2 separate regions of the Mus musculus genome follow, and region 1 is linked to region 2. Evidence: chromatin contacts called from public Hi-C data. All regions are on one chromosome and are shown on one strand. Each heading gives the region's core, a stretch centred on a gene start, on an enhancer-like site or on the middle of the called end of the contact. The rest is flanking DNA. Distances are from core to core; before and after follow the strand shown. Region 1 overlaps Nrxn3 (neurexin III). Region 2 overlaps Nrxn3 (neurexin III).

Region 1 (4,585 bases), core at 1,756-4,255, 400 kb before region 2:
CCGAGAGAGAGAAAGAGAGAGAGAGAGAGAGAGAGAGAGAGAGAGAGAGAGAGAGAGAGAGAGAGATCATACTCATATACACATATAAAAAGAAATGTGGTTTTTAAAGTTAAGTTTGTTTCTGCTTTAAGAAATAAAGTGTTTTCTTGAAATGAGACTTTATTCAAAAGCTATATACTATGTGACAGTAACAGAATGATAATCAATAGGTAGAAAAGAAAGGAACCAAAGGAAGGTCAGATTTCTTAATCATCAGAAGTTAACAACACAACCCCATGCTGAAAGGAGTGTATGAAGAAGTCCTGATGGTTTCATTTCTACTGTTCCACCTTCTTATTTTGTATCATGCAAAATCTTCATGGCATTTATTCTTTTCATTTTGCCACTGTTAGTTGGAATGTAACTTCAGTAAAGAAACTGGCCTAACTCATCTTTTAATTCCTGGAATAATACACAGTACATAGCCAACTTCCATTTAATATTGTGAAGCTAGCAATGGACTTTGAAGGAAGTATGTCATTAAATGTAGAAGCCCAGGCTGGCTAGGCCTCATACATGACCATCAATCTCACTACTCTTGTGTTTACCCATTCTCTAGTGCTTCCCATTGCCTTTAAATAAAACCAAAATCTTTAAAATAAACCAAAGGCTTTCCATGGTCTGGCCTTTACAAACCTCTCCTTCCTTCACCTAGAATCTTATTCCTTTCCTCACTGAGAGTTCCTCTGTTCTTTCAAGTCCACGGTGATCTGTTGTGAGGCCTCTCTTGGCCACACAATTACAGATAAAAACTTCCTTTCAACCATTGTATTCACCTTTCATCCTTTAACTTCCACCAATATTACTACATCTCTTTTGCCTGCTTCTAGAATTATGTTCATGTTGGTGGTATTTACCTCCCAGCTATACCAACTATCCACAGAATTCTTGGCTCATAGAAGGTACCAATAATATTTTGGATAAAAGTAGATCTTTAAGAACAACTGTTTTCAAAACCATAGCCAGGTGACACCCTGAGGGCTATTTCTCATAGCTGTCAATCTTCAGACCCATTCTGTTTTTTTTTTCTCCTGTTTTGCTGACACAAATAATCTAATGCTTGTGTTTACAAGCTGCATCATATGTCCAGCTTCATTTGGTATATTTCTAAAGTGGAAAAGATGATAGCAGCCTTTTCCTAGTTTTTCTGCTTTGATAAAAGATGTATGTTCACAAAGACCAGACTGAACTCATCTAAGGAAAGGGGAGCCCCAAGTCCAAATTATGACTATTGTATGACTATTACTCAGTTGTAAAAGTGGCCAGAGAAGCTATTGTCCATATTCTTTTTTATCCATCAAGAGCCAAATTGAGTCACTCAAAGGAGAAGAGAATAAGCCAGGGGTGTGATGCAGGTCTGTAAAACCTGTTACTAGGAAGCCAGAGATAGCTCGGATCACAGCCAGATTCCTGAAGAGGGAGCTCAAAGGAAAGGAAGGAAGGAAAGGAGAAAGGAAGAGGAAAGGGAAGAAGAGAGAAAATGAGCAGAAAGGAAACGAAGGGGAAAAAAAAACAGAAGAAAAAGAGAGATGTAGGTACTACCTTTCCCTAGAGGGCTCTCTCCAGGGGGTTGCAGTAGAAGAGTCAAACCCAGTGACATCAACATCTTCAGCGCAGTGAGTCACATGAGTATATTTCAGAGGAGCTAGATAAATAAACTCTGAAAATTCTTTTCTTTCTTTTTTTCTGCTATAATGTAATGTATCGATCCAGGGTCCACTATTTCATGGCACTCTCATGCTTCAGTAATACTGGGGATTTATTTTTATCCTTTACCTCAGAGAGTTGCATCCATTTTCCCTCAGCACAGAACCACTAGTTTTCTCTGTTCCCCCCACCCCCCTCTCTCCCTGACACCCTGGGAGCTGGACCGTGGGCTTAACAAGATGACTGTTACATGAAGACTCTATTTCCATTACTGTTCATCTTTTCAGTTGTCCAAGGTCAGTGAGGGCGATTTCTAGGGAAAACTGTTGCTCATGGCAAATCAAATAAATTAGGGTAAGTAGAAGGTAATTAACCAGTTGTTTACCTCTTCTTGGGAAGTAGTCAATGTTGAGATTTGGAAATAGCTAGGATTTTCTTAAGGATATCTTTTTTTTTTTTTTTTTGGTCATCATTTCTCATTCAGAATTTTATGAGGAAATCTTTCCCTATTGAGATATTTTAAATAATTACACCTTTCCTTTTGGAAAATGAGCCTACTGTGGTAAAGAGAAAGACTTCTAAACTAGATTAGTGTTTTAGTTTTGTCTTGTTTAGTATCCCTGACCTCATATTGATACCTACTCCTATTCATCCTATAGAATTAAATCCAACATTGATTCAGCTTCTACTACTATTGTTTTCAATAAATGCCTACTTGGTATGGTAATTGTCTGACATGTATAAAGCCTTGACTTTGATTCTCAGCACAGTATACATGGGGTGGGTACTGTGGACCATACCTGTAATCCTGACATTTGGGAGACAGAGGCAGGAGAATCACAAGAACACAGTCAACCTCAAGGACATTACTGAATTACCAGAGACCTTGTTTCAAAATCTATAAACAAACAAACACCCTGGCTCCACCTTAGGCCAGACCATTAGGTCCATATTAACAGTTGTAAGATCCAGGAAGGGGCAAAGGGAAACCATAGTTCTTCTGCTACCCTAACCCACATGGCCTAACCCTGCATCAGCCTGTGCCCTCCCCTCCTTTACAACCCAGGAAATGAATGGATATTGTGGAATGAAGAAGTTAAACACAAGCATTTCATAATTTCCTCATTGGTGTAGTGAGGAAGTTGGACCCATAAACTCCAAGGGCATCAACTGCTGTAGCATCGAAAGATCTACACTGTAGATCGAAAGATCTCTCACTTGCCATTTACCAGAGTTGTATCAGACACAGCTTTGACTAGCTGACAGGCACAAGCCGCATGAACTCTCACCAGCCTGCAAACTCTTTGAAGTGGAAATTATGCACACAAAGCCAGCCCATGGTAGCAAGTCACAGATGTCGCTTTTGGCCTCACCTGCTCATCTCTCTCCCTACTGGGAGAAGTGCCATAAGTACTCAACTTCATGTAAAGTGTGTGCAGGCATTCAGACCTTTCAGGCTGCCACTGATCTCCATGAAGGTCTGAAGCATCCCCTGCTTGCTTTTAATGAACGATCTCTTGACAGCTATAACAGGGAAGATGGGGAAAGACAAGTCTTGGCTTCAGGGACAGTAAAATAACAGGATGAGAGAGGAAAGAATAAGTGGGGAAATGAGCAGATTGGATTTTATATGATGTCCCAACAATGATGCCTTTTCTTTCTAATGAATATGGAAATGACCACATCTGTGGGAATAAAGAAAAAATAACATGGGACTATAGTTACCCCTACAGCCAACCTTCTAGTTCTAGCGACAGAGAAAACAAAACAAAACAGACCAAACAAACAAACAAACAAACAAATAAAAATCTCACCACCACCATCAACAACAAAGAAAACCATCTTATCTTTGTGTAACCAAGGTGATGACAAAATGTATATTTCCCCACGAAACAACAAATAGACAAGTGATAGATTTAGCATCTGACTTAGTAGAAACATTACTGTACTGAGCTGTGCAGGAAGCTGTTCTTTTGGAATATGTATTCTTGAGCTCCTTGTGCACAGAGCTTAAACAATCTCTTAGCTTAGTTTTGTGTCTCCTAATTAAAGTAAACTGAACTTGACTCCCTAAGACTCTCGTATGTCTCAGCTCTGAAGCTGTTAGGAACAACCAAGTGATGTAAGCACACATTGCACAAGGCTTAGAGCATCCAAGAGCTCTTCACTTGCTGAAAATATAAGATGCTTTCATCAGCACTAGTATGGTCGTGCTTACTTTCCTTTGTTTATGTGGCCATTAAACAGGAACTCGGTAAATTCACAGAAAAATAATTCCAGAGGTGTCTAAAGTGCAATGCTCTTACCACATTTTTTTTCCAGCCTGAACCCTGCTCACATCCAACTGGACTCAGAAGATAAGAAGCAAGAATAGGAGGAAACACATATTGTAGTAACAAATAGGTTAAGGGCATTCAGGTTGGTAAGATATAGATCCTGTATTTGGAAGAGGAAATAGGCTTAAATAGCACATCCATCCCCTATGCTGATTTACAGGATATTTAAACTTGGCTTTGGCTAAAGAGGCTTTCTTATGTTTATAGCCTCAATCCACATGGTGTGTCCTGATCCTTTCCCAAGATCTCCCAATAGTCATGGGCTATTTCCTGGCAGTTCATTTGGACAGCTGTTTATTTCCCTGGGGATTTTTGAAGTAGGAAATGGAAGAGCTGGCCAGGATGCTAATACAGAGATCCTCTCTCCCTGCTAACTTCTGAAAGGTGAAGCTTCTAGAAAGGACCTTTATTGCTGTTTGAAAGTTCATGAGGTTCCTTAAAGAGGGATTTCTGCTAACAAGGAAAATGTGAAGCCTGGAACCCATCGCAAAATGAACTGGATTTCCTGCTGATTGGTTTGAAAACAAACTGCTTTCATCAATAAGCAGAGTTGGGTTATACTA
Region 2 (4,400 bases), core at 419-2,918:
AGAACTAGCAATCATCATTTCAGTGCTAAATAAATGGGGCAGAGGCCTTGGTGTGTTTGTCTGAAAGATAGAGGGGAAGCTACCTTAGAGCCCCAGACCCATCACTGGTAACCACTGTGGTGCCACTTCCATGTAAGCTGCCAGAAACCACCTAGTGATCTTGTGCAGGAATTCAATGTACCTAGGATCCTGACACCTACAGTAGGAAAAGCTTGTGCCTGAATAATCCCAGCCACACCCAGTGGAATGTCATCCTAAGAGAAGCAGGTGATCCATGCCACACTAGCTAGAGCCACTGGTAACTGAAGAAGCAGCATCAAGGGAGAGAGCCATCATGTCAACAGCAAGGAAAGTGGAGGTAGAGCTGGTATCTTTTATAGATATGGCAAAAGAGTGGAGAGCTGGCAAATGGTTCTAAGGTGCCAGAGAAGGAATACAGAGACGTGGAAGCCAGCAGACATCCAGGTTGCTAACATCTCTTGGTCTGCAGCCCTAGGCTAAGAGTGAGAACTGAATGTTGCAAGAGGTCAAGTGGTCATGATGAGTACAATATTAGATGTGTATCTACTTGCCTACTGCCCCTGCTCTCGGATGCCAAACATTGGGGGGCTACAATAGATCCTATAGCTGAGTATTTAAATAGCTTCTTATCTACCTCTAATTTCTATTTATAATGTCTCTCAAACCACTGGCGAGTTATACCCCTGGATTTAGAATTCTTGGGGGATGGAGTTTATCTTTCATCTCCATCTTTCCACTGCCCAGAATCTTGTTTAGTACATAGTAATATTCAGACAGAAACTTCGTGCTTTGGACAAATTCAAGGAAATTACAGGGTCATGCCTTGCCTTTTCTGTTTTCGTTGATAACAGACTTTAAGAAAAGGAAAGCACTTGTTGAGCTGTGCATGTGTCCTAGAGCAATCTCAAAAGCGATCGTCCTTCATTGGGAACCTCAAATGACAGACTCAGTTGGATGGTATTTTAGTCATTTCTCATTCATGCCATCTATTTCCCACACACTGTCTGTAGGAGGAAAGGCATTTTTGTCAGTGCTTCCTGTTGAAATATCTGCTCATAACAGGAACTTACCTGATTCCGAGTATCAATGCTCTTTATCAAAATACATGAGTATGGTTTATAACAAGGACACTGACAAGAGCATGTTGAAACTCTCCAAATGTGTTTAATTTTCTTGCTTATAAAGAAGGGTCATGACTGAGAAAAAACTCACATTGAGAATATCCACTGTTTACTCCTCTTAGTCCTGATTCCCTCCATTTTCCCTTGACCAACATGGGGAAAAGGAGGAATTTAAAAAAAAGCAGAAAAAGAAAAAAAAAGATCCTATCCATTAAATTGACCAATGGACTCACAGTACCCTCTAGTGGACAAATGGCAAACATTTATTTGTTTATTTGTTTGTTTGTTTATAATGTATGCACAGGCTTTCCCTTTTAAACCTAATACACTTTTGGCTTTGCTCACACGTCTCTTGGTATCTAGTGATCTTACAAATTCTTCTTTTTAAATCTACACTAAAAATGAATTGCAGGCATAAAAAGAAAGAACAAACAATTTCTTTTATTAACATCCAAACCTGCTAACACAAACACTGGGGGCCTCTACATAAATAGAGATGTGTGGGTTGGGCACCATCTGTCTATACTCCTGTTTGCCAAGTATCCTCTTATAGCACTAGGCATTTAGGTGACCAGTGTCTGGCCATCTAGACTATGGCTGGATTCTATTGCATTCCTCTGTGGGAATGTGGTTGTAATCCTACCTTGTATCTTTGCATACAACAAGGTGATATCATAGAGAAAGGAACTCATTTCTCATAGGTAAAGCTGGATTGCCACCTCCGTTCCCTGTCTCCTAGCTCTGTAACTTTTGAGACGGCTATCCCAAAGATTACATCTCAGTTCTCTCTGTTGAGGTAATGGTAATCAAATGAAAGACTATAAACAGAATCAAGAGGAAATAGATTAGTCTGCCGTGGTCTGAAGTCTTAGAAAAGTTTCCCAAAGTGTTTCTTATAAGTTTTATTTCATTTCTTAGCTAGTACATTCTAATTTCTATCTGATTATATTCATATGGTAGAACAGGAATCATAAAAATAGATTTCCACTAAGGGAAAAGTGGCTTCCCTGTCTGGACTCCGTAAGTCTTTAGTCATTTGGCAAACTTCAACAAATAACCGGAAGAACATTATCAGTCTAGGGATGAGTTCCCCTCCAATTGGCACTGGATAATCTCCTCTAGGGATAACATGTGTGAAGTGCAGATATGACCAAAATGGTGATGAATAGGTGGGTGAATAGTTTGTTAGTTTTACAGTTGTCTTTTAAAACAAACAAACAAACAAACAAACAATCAAAATCCTTTCCCTCTGAACTAACACAGAAAGAGAAGTGAACATTACATTCAAATCATTTTTTTCCAAAATCTATAGCTGAGGTACTTCGTAGATTTCATTTTCCTAATCAAATTTAGAGGCTATGTTGAACAATAAAGCAATCTATTATGACATAGACATCCCCCCCCCAATGAATCATTTGAATGGATCAAAATAAATGAAATACTCAAAGAAAATGACACTACAAATTCTGAAACATTAGTAGTTTTTCTAGACTTCCTAATACTGAGAATGGTTGGGTTATTTTAATGATATGTATCTACCTGAATCTTTAAGAAATACTTACATTTCAATCATAGGAAGAAAATATTTGTGTTCATATTCCTAAAAAGAAATCATGAATGTCCTAAAATCGCATTACATTTGCTGGCCTATATTATTCTCTTGTCAAAGAAACCTTCATTTAACTCCAGGGCAGAGGAGACGGGACCCACCACAGGCTTGTGTAATAAAGAGACAGATGGCCTCACTGGTCACCTGTCAGCAGAAATTATTCACAGAGGAGAAAATGAGCAACAGAGACTGAATAATTCTTGTGTGTTTTGATTTCATAATCTCAAGCCATCCTATCTGTTTATAAGGTGAATTTTAATCAGAGCAGGAAACAAAGTTGGGGAGAGGATAGAATATTTATTGCAGCCCTCACCAGAGGTGGACGGCATGAAATATTCTTCTTTGATCATGATGGATGGACCCTTCTTCTATAAACTGGAAAATGAATATCCTCTCCATCCCAGCCCTTCTCTACAGACTTCCTGGGGAAGAGGAGGGGATCTCTCCTGTCCAAACCTGACAACTGAATTTAATCATGCGTGTAAGTAGCAAGTCCCCATGATAAGCATCCCACTCACCCTGAACCACCAGCACCAATGGAAAGACTTTAACTTACAATGTGGATTTCATTAAAGAAAACAAAAATGGGGAGGGGCTGGAGATGGAAGCTGGTTCTCAAATATTCATTTGTTTATAGTTGCATATAATTTCCATGTTATAAATTGCAAAATTGATTAAATAAAACAAAACATTTACACTTACTACCATGGCAAAGACGATTTTCTTTAATTTCTGTATACTTGAACTTCCTCATTATCTTAAAATTAAGTCATGATTTTTAAAAAAAAATAGTATGGCTATTTTAATTTGGGTGACAGAGTATAATAGATTAATTCATAGGAATATTTTTTAATTTCTTAAAGAGAAATAGTTTTTTTCTTGAGACCCCAAAATATTGAAACATACTTCCTTATGCAGATATCTAAAAGTGGTAGGGTTTATTTTCTGAACTTCTAAACAAACTCATCGAATCTATGTAACCTTGGGTTGTCCTTCTTTAGCCACTTGACAAATCCTCAACTTTCTAAGCCATGGGACCAGAAAATCATAGGATTAACACAGAAGCAAATCATACTTTACCTTATGCCTACCTTCTCGGGGGGTGAGGGGGTAGATGACCACAATTTATAAGTTCATCCCCCTTAATCCAATCATCAAACACTTTATCTTGCCTTCTGTTGTTCTTTAACAAAGGGGAATGCCAAGGCTGCCTGATGGGACATAATCCCCTGGATGGAACAGAACTGACCTGTATTAGCATCATTCCACCTGAAAGCTTAAGCCCAATACAAGCAACTGACAGCAAAGATGACCCAGGTCAACTGTGAGCAAAAGGTATAGTAAGGAACCGGAGCTTTGCGTTTCAGTGTGCACAAGCTCTCACAAAATTATGAGAATACGGTGCAAGAAAATGTAGTACTGATGTCTTGAGAATTCTTACAGCCAACTGGAAATTGCAGTTAAAGGGAAGAAGGAGTAGAAAGCGAGAAACCTAAAATGAGAGTACACATCCCTCAAGCCTTTGCTACATAAAATTTGGGGGTCCAGAATTCTATAATATTTGCTTAAGGTCAAAATTTTCTTATACTGCAGGGGAGATTATCTATACACTCCAAGGGTCAAAACTGTGTTCCCATAAAGATGAAATA

Evidence for each region. Hi-C and Micro-C count contacts between places; a contact is called where the count stands out from the background.
Region 1: a Hi-C map of cerebellum shows a contact between it and region 2, with 4 times the contacts expected there. The contact joins two enhancer-like sites. A contact is called at or near these places in 6 of 484 Hi-C or Micro-C datasets (cerebellar granule neurons, cerebellum, cerebral cortex and 2 more).

The regions. Positions count from the first base shown.
Region 1 is chr12:89,953,106-89,957,690 of GRCm38.p6, reverse strand. All of the region lies in intron 14 of Nrxn3 (neurexin III), which reads right to left. Among named protein-coding and RNA genes, the nearest start is that of Gm40538, 450 kb to the left of the region's middle. Within about 2 kb of position 3,005, at least 11 of the 459 cell types and tissues checked have an H3K27ac peak or open chromatin away from gene starts, as enhancers often do. A contact at or near this core is called in cerebellar granule neurons and cerebellum, where this site is marked.
Region 2 is chr12:89,552,214-89,556,613 of GRCm38.p6, reverse strand. The region is part of intron 14 of Nrxn3 (neurexin III); the gene reads right to left. Among named protein-coding and RNA genes, the nearest start is that of Gm40537, 580 kb to the right of the region's middle. Within about 2 kb of position 1,668, at least 4 of the 459 cell types and tissues checked have an H3K27ac peak or open chromatin away from gene starts, as enhancers often do. A contact at or near this core is called in cerebellar granule neurons and cerebellum, where this site is marked.